Linked DNA regions of Mus musculus: region 2 is linked to region 1. Evidence: chromatin contacts called from public Hi-C data. All regions are on one chromosome and are shown on one strand. Each heading gives the region's core, a stretch centred on a gene start, on an enhancer-like site or on the middle of the called end of the contact. The rest is flanking DNA. Distances are from core to core; before and after follow the strand shown. Region 1 overlaps Zfp609 (zinc finger protein 609). Region 2 holds the start of Zfp609 (zinc finger protein 609).

The links. Hi-C and Micro-C count contacts between places; a contact is called where the count stands out from the background.
Region 2: a Hi-C map of forebrain shows a contact between it and region 1, with 2.2 times the contacts expected there. The contact joins the promoter of Zfp609 here to the enhancer-like site in region 1. A contact is called at or near these places in 8 of 39 promoter capture datasets (the 3T3-L1 cell line, 3T3-L1-derived adipocytes, the HPC-7 cell line and 4 more), 2 of 15 datasets of contacts at CTCF or cohesin (CD8 T cells and pro-B cells), 20 of 484 Hi-C or Micro-C datasets (3T3-L1-derived adipocytes, the G1E-ER4 cell line, brain and 11 more), 18 of 115 datasets of contacts at active chromatin or transcription factors (the 230-238 cell line, CD8 T cells, the HPC-7 cell line and 12 more) and 2 of 9 other capture datasets (adipose tissue and pancreatic islet).

What each region holds. Positions count from the first base shown.
Region 1 is chr9:65,789,837-65,795,299 of GRCm38.p6, reverse strand. It overlaps Zfp609 (zinc finger protein 609), which reads left to right. Exons shown (of 10, transcript NM_172536.3): 2 at 1-678. Among named protein-coding and RNA genes, the nearest start is that of Zfp609, 35 kb to the left of the region's middle. Within about 2 kb of position 2,034, at least 43 of the 459 cell types and tissues checked have an H3K27ac peak or open chromatin away from gene starts, as enhancers often do. A contact at or near this core is called in cerebellar granule neurons, forebrain, hippocampal neurons and 3 more, where this site is marked.
Region 2 is chr9:65,824,127-65,829,589 of GRCm38.p6, reverse strand. It overlaps Zfp609 (zinc finger protein 609), which reads left to right and starts at 2,026. Exons shown (of 10, transcript NM_172536.3): 1 at 2,026-2,124. It overlaps Trip4 (thyroid hormone receptor interactor 4), which reads left to right. Exons shown (of 14, transcript NM_001357872.1): 14 at 1-663.

The DNA of each region.
Region 1 (5,463 bases), core at 785-3,284:
GGGGATGAATGGGACATTGGAGTAGGGAACCTCATCATCGACCTGGACGCCGATCTGGAAAAGGACCAGCAGAAACTGGAAATGTCAGGCTCCAAGGAGGTGGGGATACCAGCCCCCAATGCTGTGGCCACACTACCAGACAACATCAAGTTTGTCACCCCAGTGCCAGGTCCTCAAGGGAAGGAAGGCAAATCAAAATCCAAAAGGAGTAAGAGTGGCAAAGACGCTAGCAAGCCCACTCCAGGGACTTCCTTGTTCTCTCCAAGTGAGGGAGCAGCCAGCAAGAAAGAGGTGCAGGGTCGCGCAGGAGATGGTGCCAGTGCGGGAGGCCTGGTTGCTGCTGTTGCTCCCAAGGGCTCAGAGAAGGCTGCTAAGGCGTCACGCAGTGTAGCTGGCTCCAAAAAGGAAAAGGAGAACAGCTCATCTAAGGGCAAGAAGGAGAGAAGTGAAGGCGTGGGGACTTGTTCGGAAAAGGATCCTGGGGTCCTCCAGCCAGTTCCCTTGGGAGGACGGGGTAGTCAGTATGATGGAAGTGCAGGGATGGACACAGGAACCGTGGAGCCGCTTGGGAGTATAGCTATTGAACCTGGGGCAGCGCTCAATCCTTTGGGAACTAAGCCGGAGCCAGAGGAAGGGGAGAATGAGTGCCGGCCACTAAAGAAAGTCAAGTCTGAAAAGGTAAGCGGTGGCCAGATCTGGCTGCCCACTGCCCATCAGAACTGCCCCGGACTAACCGCCAAATGCTGTGTGCACTCTGTGGGAGGCTCGTTAGTTTGTGGGTAATGACCAATTACAAGGTCAGAGCAGCTGGTAATGATAATGTGATTTTGTTCCAAATTAGAGAATTCCCTACAGACTCATTTGCAGCAGGCACAGACCTCTTGGAATACAATTTCTGTTTGGGGATCAGCTACTTGGTAGAGTGAATTTTCTCACACCTTATTATTGTCACATGTCAAGACACTTGTTGCTAGATGCTGACATTAAATCTTCATGTGATTTCCTGCTTGGCTGAAATCTCCTCATCAGGATCATGATGGTTGATAAATGTAAAAGGCTTTGGTTACATGTTCAACCTGAATGATGTTCTTAGTGGGGTAAATGGTACTGCTGAGTCTATGGCAGGACAAAGAGTTCATTGTCATGGTGTATCTGCTAAGGATTCTATTGGTGGCTACCAAAAACAAAGTGATAAAGATACCAGTCTAGAAAACAAGGGACAGGAGGTACTGACTATACTAGGCAGCACTTAATCAGGCATTGTGGGTTACTGTGGTAGCTTTGAAAGTTTGGCCTAGAATATTCTTTGGCCCCTGAAAGTATTGCTCTCTGCCAGTTATCTCCTGCAACCATCAGAAATCAAAAGTCTCTTGGTGGTTTTATTGCTGCCAAATACCTCCCTTTCTGCTTGATGTGGAAGCATAGGTGCCTGCAACCCCAGGAGGCAGTAGGACTGCTTCCCTCCCTGGGGAAAGCGATCTTAGCTGATGCTTCAGGAAATAAAGCTTGTAGAACTACAGTAGAATAGTTTCCAGTCTAGGGTCAGATCAGGCTGCCACAGACTTGAGCAGCCTACATTTTCCTACAAAGCAGCTGGTCTGGTGGTGAGCTGTTCTTTGGCTCTTGATTTTCTGCTTTGCTCTGCTCGCCCTGTGCATTCAGCTGATCACAGCAGATGCGGCATAAATTGATTTCTCTGTAATTACATCAGTTGCAGCAGGGAATACCTATTTCCAAATATAAGTGTTAATAAATAAAGACTGGAGATATATATATATATATGGGTGGTGGTGCTCTCTTATTGCCTGGATTTTGGTAGGTAGTAGCTTGTGTTTTCTTTGCTATAGGTATTTTGGTCTTTGCCTCTGGCACATCTGTAGCTTTTAGCAACATCTGGGTGTTTTCGGTAGCAGGGCTGTGATTTTTTTTCCCATTATATAACACAATGGTTGATTCCCTTTTGCCAGTGGCAGCTGCCAGAGAGGCTGCCTGTGTTTGGGTGGCAGATGCTGTAGTCCACCTCGGTAGAGTCGAGTTCCAGCTGGTAATTGGCATGGTTCATCCTGTGCTGGCTGTGATTTGCCATTTTCTCTGGGGTGCAGATGGGTAATGCTGTTTTAAAGAGGCCTGGAGTACCAGGAGTTCTTGCTACTGTTCCAGGTTCATTAGACTGTTCCCTACATCTGCTTCAGGAGGTCCTTGCCATGTATCCATGTTCACAATCGTTGTTCTGTGTGGAAGGGTACCTCCGAGGGTGTTCTTCATTTCTCATCTTTTAGAATACTTGTGTTAGAATCTTCTAAATTCAGTTGTAGTCTGTGGTGAATGGATTACGACTGTTTAAGTACATATTAGATTTAAGTCTCAGTGTCCATGACTTATTCTAAGGAGTCTATTTTCTCTTGTGTAGGTGCATAGATTGTTTGGGTGGCCTGAAAGACACTATACTTTTAGCTGTTCCATCTTGGTGCTAGGGAGCTTTGCCCCTTATTGTAACTTTGACATAAGCTTTGCCTCCCTGGTAGACTACAAATGGAGCAGTCAAATAAGAAATAAAAGGGGAGGAAAAAAGGTGCTTCATATTTTGGGAAAACTAATTTCTGGGAAGTATTGAGAGTCATACAACTTGTTGTGCAGTTCAATGTTACCATAAGCACAATTTTATTTATTTATTTGTTTATTGTTGTGATTTTTTTCCCCCAATACATATCCAGTTTTACAATCCTGGATTGCCTAGAACTTACTATATAGGCCAAGTTTATTATTTTTTATTTGGTTGGTTGGCTTTGTTTTCTTTTCCAAGACAGGGAGGGTTTCTGTGTGTTGCCCTGGCTGTCCTGGAACTCTCTTTGTAAATCAAGTTGGTCTTAAACTCAGAGTGCTGGGTCTAAAGGAGTACACCTACATGGCTAGACCAGGCTATTCTTGAACTTGAGATGTATTCCTGCCTCTGCTTCTGCCTCTGCCTCTGTATTGGTGGAATGACTAGCATACAGCACCTACCTGGCTGAGTCTGCTTTTTAACACTCCTTACCTTGTACTCTAGAACCTCAGTTGGATACAGTTGCTCAGAGATGCTTTACCATATTGTCTTTGGTTAATAAAATATTTAAGTAAATGTTTGGAAGTTGCTAGGAGACAAGCACACTTTGCAAGGAACAAGCATTTCTGGAATGGAAAGAGGGACAGGCAAAGTGAAAGAAAGGCAAGGGTCTGGGAATGGTGGCTGGTGGGAATGCACAGGCTTGATCTGATGGCAGAGCAGAGAGGTAGGGAGAGGAAGATAAGAAGGAAAAGGTTAGCAGTTTTTCAGGAAGCATCAGCTTTTAAGAACTTGGAACCCCAGGGTGTTGCATACAATAGCTGCTCTCAGAGTGTTGATTAGTGTTGTAATTTAGTTTGCAAGCAGAGTCTTTGAAACCCCTGAAATATGGGCTTGCCTCTGAGATAACTAGTTTGGAATGTTACTTTTTGTAGGGACAATCAACAGAACCCAAAAAGCAAAAAACGTGTGTGATGTAATCAAGCTGGAAGCTAGCATGAAGACGGGAAACTAAAAATTTGGAAGCTATCTTGATTAAAGCACTGTATTCCACGCTGCCTTTTCTTTTCTTCCGCAACGTTTATTTATTTTTATTTTATGTAAATGGGTGTTTTGCCTGATATGTGTCTATGTACATGTATTCAGGGGCCAGAAGAGGCGTTGGAGTCTCTGAAACTGAAGTTGCAGATAGTTCTTAGCTGCAGTGTGGGTTCTGGGAACTGAAATTGGGTACTCAGCAACAATGCTCTAACCGCTGAGCCATCTCTCCAGCCCCCACCCACCACTTTTCCAAATAGAAGAGGAGTCTGTGATATTGGTTCGAATTGTCCCATGTTGAGCACTAGCTAATCAGGGGTTGAATATTCAAAATCCCTACCCCAGGACTTTCTCTATCAAACTAAGTGTCTGGCACTGCTACTGAGGGATTTCTGTCAGCCGAGCATGTGTATTTCCCTTCATGAAATCAGGGTTTGCTCTAACACACCTTCTTGGCAGAGTTCCCTGGAGAGACTGAAATGGCTCTTAGGAGCCATTGCTGCCCTGAGCTGTTGAACACCCCTGAGGAGATGGGAAAGGTAATAATGTCAAGGAAAGGCCGTGGAGCTTCTGGCCTCTGTCTGCTTCCTTGCTTTTTGGCTTGATTGATAGGTTGTTAGGTTGAGGATGGAATAGGAGATGCATGGAGGAGGTAGATTCCTGTCTGATGCTCTGAGCTCACCCCTCTGACACCCCTCTGACAGGCAAGGAGAAAGGAATTCACAAACAAGACAGTGTTATCTGTCGGTGCTAACTGTCAGGGTGTCTGTCCAGGAGTTCCGGATAAGGCGTTTATTGAAAATACTTTTTTTCCAAGTTGTATAAGGTACCTAGTCAGCTCTAGTGATTAGGGTCTAATTCTGCACTCCCAAGCTTCCTTTTCCTTAGCACTTGCTTTTGATGTTAAAGGTGGGAACCGTACACTCAGCTGGCAGTGCTGGTGTCAGCTAAGGTTGCTTTCACTGGGCTTTACTTGCCTTTCTCTGACTTCCCTCGTTAGTTTAGCGTACAAGAAAACGTGCTGTTCAGGGTGTTCCTGGCTTTCTTGCCTTCAGATTATGGGTTTCTACAGTAAATGTGTTTTAAGAGCGTCTTCCTTTGCCCTTGGTTTCCCATTCTAGTTTATGCCTTCTAAGTCATTTCTTTTGTGTTGCCATTCCTCATTAGCCAATCTAGGTCAGGTTTGTTATTCCCAGTGGTCTCAGGCTTTCCTGATGCCTTCCTCCTGACTTGTTGCTCTTTCCTCAGTTATTGACAGCCTAGCCAAATGTCCCCAAGCATTTTCCTTCACTGAAAAAATAAAAAGCTGATTCTTCTGTGGGTCCAAGTTGCATTGTCTGACCACAAGCATGATTTATTTTTATTCAGCAGCTCTTATTTTCTTTATGGGTGGTGTCATTCATGGAAAGTCTAGAGAAAGATTGTCTTGTTCAATTTCCCCATTTTGAGAAAGGAAGCTTCCTCCAGACTGTGAAGGTCATGTGACTTTCTCAGGCTTTCTTGGATTATAACAAAGGCTAGTATGGAAGCTAGGTTTTTGATTTATTGTTTGGGAGATATTGTCTGATTTTTGTTTTTGAGTCTGGGCCTTTGTGTCATGGGCTCATAGGTATGAGCTATCATGCCACACCTGGTTAAAGCTACGGTTTTTTTAACACCATGATTTTTCTGTACAAGCAGAGTGTGGCATGTGTGCCTGTGTGCACTTGAAAGTCAGGTGTTCTGCTCTAGTGTTCTCTGTGACTCTGGAGTGTAGGTTGGCAGGTAGCAAGCCTCTCACTTCTCTGTCTTCTTTCACAGCTCTGAGGTTGTAGGTGTATGCAGAGCCATGCTTGGTTCTCTGTGCTCCAAGGGTGCTGGGGTCCAGAACAGGTTCTTGTGCT
Region 2 (5,463 bases), core at 777-3,276, 34 kb before region 1:
TTTATAAACCATTCAGCTGTGCTGTGGTACTGCAAATACACCCATAGATAATGTGAGCAAGAAAGCTTGGCTACAGCCAGGGAAACTGTTTGTAGACACTTTTTTGAGACAGTCTGTGTAACCCAGTTCAAGCCCAGGCCTAGCCTTAAGTTTTAGATCTCTAGCGTCAAGCTCCCAAGTGCTGGAGTCTGTACCACCACACCAGATTCTTATAACTTTTGTGTTGTAAAATATCTTCTTTTATTTAAATATTGTTAAAATGTAAAAATTAGTTTTTAACTTACAGGATTTACCAAAACGTGGTAGTGAATCTGATTTGTTCTTTGGGCTACTAGTTTGCCAATTCTTGCTCTCGAGATACAAGAAGTCAAAACTTGAGATTCTCTTACTGTCTTATACATTAGATCCTTGTCTTTAGTCAGAGTCAGCTAACTGTGATTAAAAGCTAAGTAGAACTGTTTCCTTGTCCCCTAACTGTTTTAGTCTAGTGCTACAATGTTTAACCCTTCATTAAATCACAGAGATATGGAACACTAAACCCTGTTTTTCCTTTCTGTTTAAGCCCTCATTTTGTAATATAGAGTATAGATTGGTAAGTTGGCCGCCACTCTGAGTCATCAGTTCTGTCCCTTTACTATCCAATAAAACTATCTATGGACCAAGAGGGAATTACTTTTTCCTAGACTAGATGGGCTTGGGCTTAGCGTTCATCTTTAAGCTGTCAGCTCTCCCACCCTCCTTTTCTTTCTGTGAAGATAGCAAAGTTATGACTCACTCGATCTCTAAGTCACATGCTACTGTGAATGGCACCAGTGAAGAGTGCCCTTAGGATAAGAGAATAAAGGTAACTGCATAGCTGAATAAAATGGTCTCAGACACAGGAAGGGCATGATGGGGGTTCTTGAGAATTGGATAAACATTGGTTTGCTATGGTAGGAGGTGGAAGTCTTAGGTCATGAAGCAGTTTCGTAAGCAACTGGTGGGAGGGCTCAATTTCACAAGAACAGAATGTCTGCTGTGTAGATGGTGTGCTGGGCAACCTTAAGATAGGTAACAGATTTAAAAGTCACAATCTATAGTGACAGAATGGTGAGATGGAGTGCAGAAACGGGCTCAAGGTTAAAAAGCAGTAAGATTTAGTGATACTGGATGTTGAGGTGGAAAGGGACACAGGTACTCTAGAGGAAAACAAACGATAATCAAAGAAAAACTGAAGACATTGAATAAAAAAGGAGTTTGAGGGCCAGTGAGATGGCTCAGTGGGTAAAGATGCGCGCTGCTAAGCCTAAGGATCTAAGTTTGATCCCTAAAACCAAATGGTGGAGGGAACGACTCCTGCAAATTGTCGGCTGACCTGCAAACGTGCGCCACGACACGTGTCCTGTCCCCCCCAACCCCCACCCTAAATTCTTTACTTAAAATAGTTTGCCGAACTAAGCGGCAAAATGGATGAGACAGTTAAGAGCTGTGCACTTGTCTTCTGTTCTTTGTAGAAAGGTTCATGTTCAGATCCCATGATCTTTCCTCTTTCCACGATAGAAAACATCTGTATTTAAGAGCTAACGCTTCTCCAGAGACTTTTCGGTGAGAAGTCTTATCCAGCCAGGAATCTGCACGAGGAGAGAGCATTGGGTTCAAACTGTCCAGCCCGGTCTTCTGAGCTTATCTTAGTTTCGACCCGCCCGCCAGGTTTTCCAGCATTCTTTTCTCAGGGCTCGCAGCTACCGCGCATTTAGAGACCCAGGACTTAGCTCCTGCATCCAGGTTCCGGGTTTCCTCGTGCACTCGCCCGCTCCAGACTCCATAGCGCACGGAATCCGGATCCGAGAGCACGAGAATCCAGTGTCCAGGTCTTCCAGGCTGCCCTGGTTGTCCCGGATCGCGGCGGCGGCGGCGGCGGTGGCGGCGGCGGCGGCGGCGGCGGCGGCAGCTGAGGGACCCGCAGCCCCGGACACAGCGGCCCCGGCCAGGCGGGGCGGAGCGGCGCGGGGAGGGGCGGAGAGCCGGGGCGGGGAGGGGGAGGGGCCGCGGCCCAGATGGCGGCCCGGGACGCGTAGCAGTGGTGGCTCTGCGGCCCGGGGCCCCGGGCGGGCGGAGGTGGCGGCTCCCGGGACCGGCCGCGCGGTGAGTCTAAGCTTTGTGTGGAGCCGGGGCTGGGAGGGGGAGGCGACTCTGGGGGAGGCCCGGCGCCGAGGGGCGCGGAGGGCGCCGGAGCAGCGGCGCCCGGCGGAGGAAGTGGGGGTTGGGGGGGCCGGGGCGGAGCGAGGGGAAGGTGTGTGCGGGGAAAGCGGGGTCGTTGCGTGGGTGGGGGAGGGGGCCTGAGGTGAAGTTCAAAGCATGGCCCGGGCGGTTCGGGCTGAGGGTGGCGGTGCCCGGGATAGTCTCTGATTTGGCCAGGTGGTAGGGGCAGGCCAGAGAGTTTTCGGAGGCTCTGCCGAGGGAGCCCCGGGGCGACTGGGGCTCGTTAGGGACTCAGGGGAGCGTCGGGAGCGGAGGGTTGAAAGCAGGACGTGTGCGCGACCCGGGAAAGGAGAGCAAGGTGGCTGGGAGCGTGCAGGCAGTAGGTTGTGGGTGTGTGCGCCTTTCCAGTCTTAGGTCACATTTTACTCCTGTCCTTTTCTTCAAGATGGAGGGATCCCTAGGCCTGGACTTTAAACTGCTGTCCCTGTATCCCCGGGAGGGTTTGAGACCCTGTCCTGTTTGGAAACCCCATGCTGCCCTCTTTTCCCTTTATGTGTAATTACGGTTGGATCATCTCTCTGCTTGGTTCAGATTCTCCTTCCTCCCTCTGGGGCTGAGGAGGAGGAGACACATCTGACCAATTAATGTGTGTTTGTGAAACAGGCAGCGGCAAACAGTCATTTCGGCTTCTAGGAATTAGGCTCACACAGGGTGGAGAGAGCAGAGCCCTTCAGGGGGAATATTTCTGAACAAATCACAGATGATTAAATTCTCTCAGAAACCGCTTCCTACCTAAATGAGAGTGGGAAAGATGGGGGAGAAAGCCTGTCTGTTTCCAGCCATGTGTCCAGAGCCCCAGGGGTTGAGGAGAGTCCCTAAGCCCCCACAGGCCTCTCTTTTCTGTATTAGGCTTTGCTCTGCAGCCTTGAGTTAATTTCACCCCTGCTGCTTTGTCTTGGGGGAGGGAGTGCTGGTTTAGGCTGTTGTGAGAGATGACTGTTCTGCTGCCACACAATAGTCGTGTCATTTTATCGGGAGTGCTACCCCAGGGCTGAGAACTGTTGCAGCAGAGATAAACCGGTCCCTCTCACTCGCCTATTGTGTACACAGTGAAGGTCATAGGTTCAAGTCTTGTCTGAGAGCTTTGGATATGCTCCATCTCCCAGGCTCCTCAGTGCCATTTTCTTCCTTTTCCAGACTGGGGCTTGCCATTGGAAGAGGCCAGACAGAAAGGCTCTTCTTTTTGAGTGAGGAACAATGCAGGGCTCACTGGCACACATTTTTCAGAAGAATAGAGGATGCCAGCCATGTTGTGCCTGCCTCTGGTTAGCCTGTAACTAAGTTGTGAAGGAATAGCGTCTGGGACACGCCACCCTCATGCTTTGTGGCAGACCTTTGAGGAAGGTGACTGTGAAGAAGGTTCTGTACTTGCATAAAACATTGTATTTAAATGTCTCTGTATAGAAATGGGAGTCTCCTGCAGTTATTTTTGTTTGTTCTCTTAGGAACACCACTAAAGGCCTGTATATGAGTAAGATAGGGGAGTCCAGGACCAAGTGCCCCCTCCCCCAATAGGGACTCATTAGTTGCCCAGGCTGGTCTCTAACTCAAAATCATTCCTGGGCAGTGCTAGCAATTACAGGCATGCACCTATGCCCTGCACCCTGTTCCCTTTTTAAATGGTGACTTCCTGGTGAATAATTACATAATAATAACAACAACAAAAAGCTGCTCAATTTGCCCAAGACAAGTTTTGAAAACAAAACTTGCCTTTTATAATTCAGTATTTAATGAGAGAAGATGATTCAGGTATTATGGAGAGAAATTTGCCACAGAGAGGAACTGCTAAAAATCTTTTGGATCTGGTATTAGAGAAGGATAGGAAGAATCAGGTCCTTGACTGTGTTATGAAAGTCTCCAAGCAGTATTTTGGTACCATTAAGTCTCTCACATCAATTACATATATAATCAATTATAGCTAATGTAATTGTATTACAAGTGTAATTACAAATGTAACAATTACCTATAGATAGGACTAGAAAAGATGTTTTCATGGAAGACTTTAAAGACGTCTTTTTTTTTTTTTTTTTAAAGAACTACTTATTTTATGTATAGCCATTACAGATGGTTGTGAGCCGCCACGTGGTTGCTGGGAATTGAACTCAGGACCTCTGGAAGAGCAGCCAGTGCTCTTAACCAATGAGTCATCTCTCCAGCCCCCTAAGGACATCTTTTAAAAGATTCACTGTAAAGGGGATTGTATTCAGTATGCAGTGTATAAAATAGCTATCTAACCATTTTCTATAGTTTATCATCGAACGGGGCCCTTTGGTTTTTGTTAAAGGTCTTTCAAGACAAGACAAGAAATGCTAACTGTGGTCTCTCCCTCCATTATCCTTTATATCGTTGAGTTTCTTTACATGATGGCCTGGCATTTAGATGGTGGGACTTTAATAGGAGAGAACAGGTTATTTTGACACTTAATTTTTTTTATAGTAGAACTGTTTTTAAGCCTTACCAAAAGCATTATGTGCCCCAGGCTGTTTCTAACTGTGTGTCCCAGGCTTCTTAGCATGCCCCAGTTAAACTGAAGTTAAGGCCTTTTTCTTCTTGGGCTGTTGGTGTTTTTTTCTTGAGTGTTGTCAGTGAAAGCAGACCCTCACATTAAGTTTACCTCGGTTAGCTTTAGTAGTTTCAGAGTTGGACTTTTGAGTGTGAGCATCCCTTAGATGCATTTTGAGTAAATGTGATTCTGAAGCCACTGAATTCTTCACCTCCACGTTCTTGGTAGGAAATATTTCCTCATGAGAAGTCTTTATAACCAGACACCTCACTGCTTATGACTATGTTGTGTGTGTGGATGTGGCTCCTTGTATTAATGTGTTATAGTTAGCATTTAGCAGCTAAGTGCCTGGAACAGGCTAACTTGTTGAGGAGTTACTGACTGCTCTGTTAAACAGAAGAACCACTCCTTATTTATTATCTGACTATCAACACTTGAGCCTGAGTTCAGGCATGGAGGATACAGACATACAGGGACATTTGTTCTCCAGTAGTTGCCACTCCGCTTCCTCTTTCTACTTCTTTGCCAGGCATCTTAATACTTCCACTGCTCCAAAGGCAGCTAAGCGATTGTTATTTTCATTGTGGAAAACCAGCATGGCTGGGACTACTGCCAGGTACTAAGATAAGATAGCCTTTGGTTGTGCGGCAAGTTTTCTTTTCAGCAGCTTAATTCTCACATCTACTTTATTTTTTAGTTTCCTTTTTTTAAAAAATAAA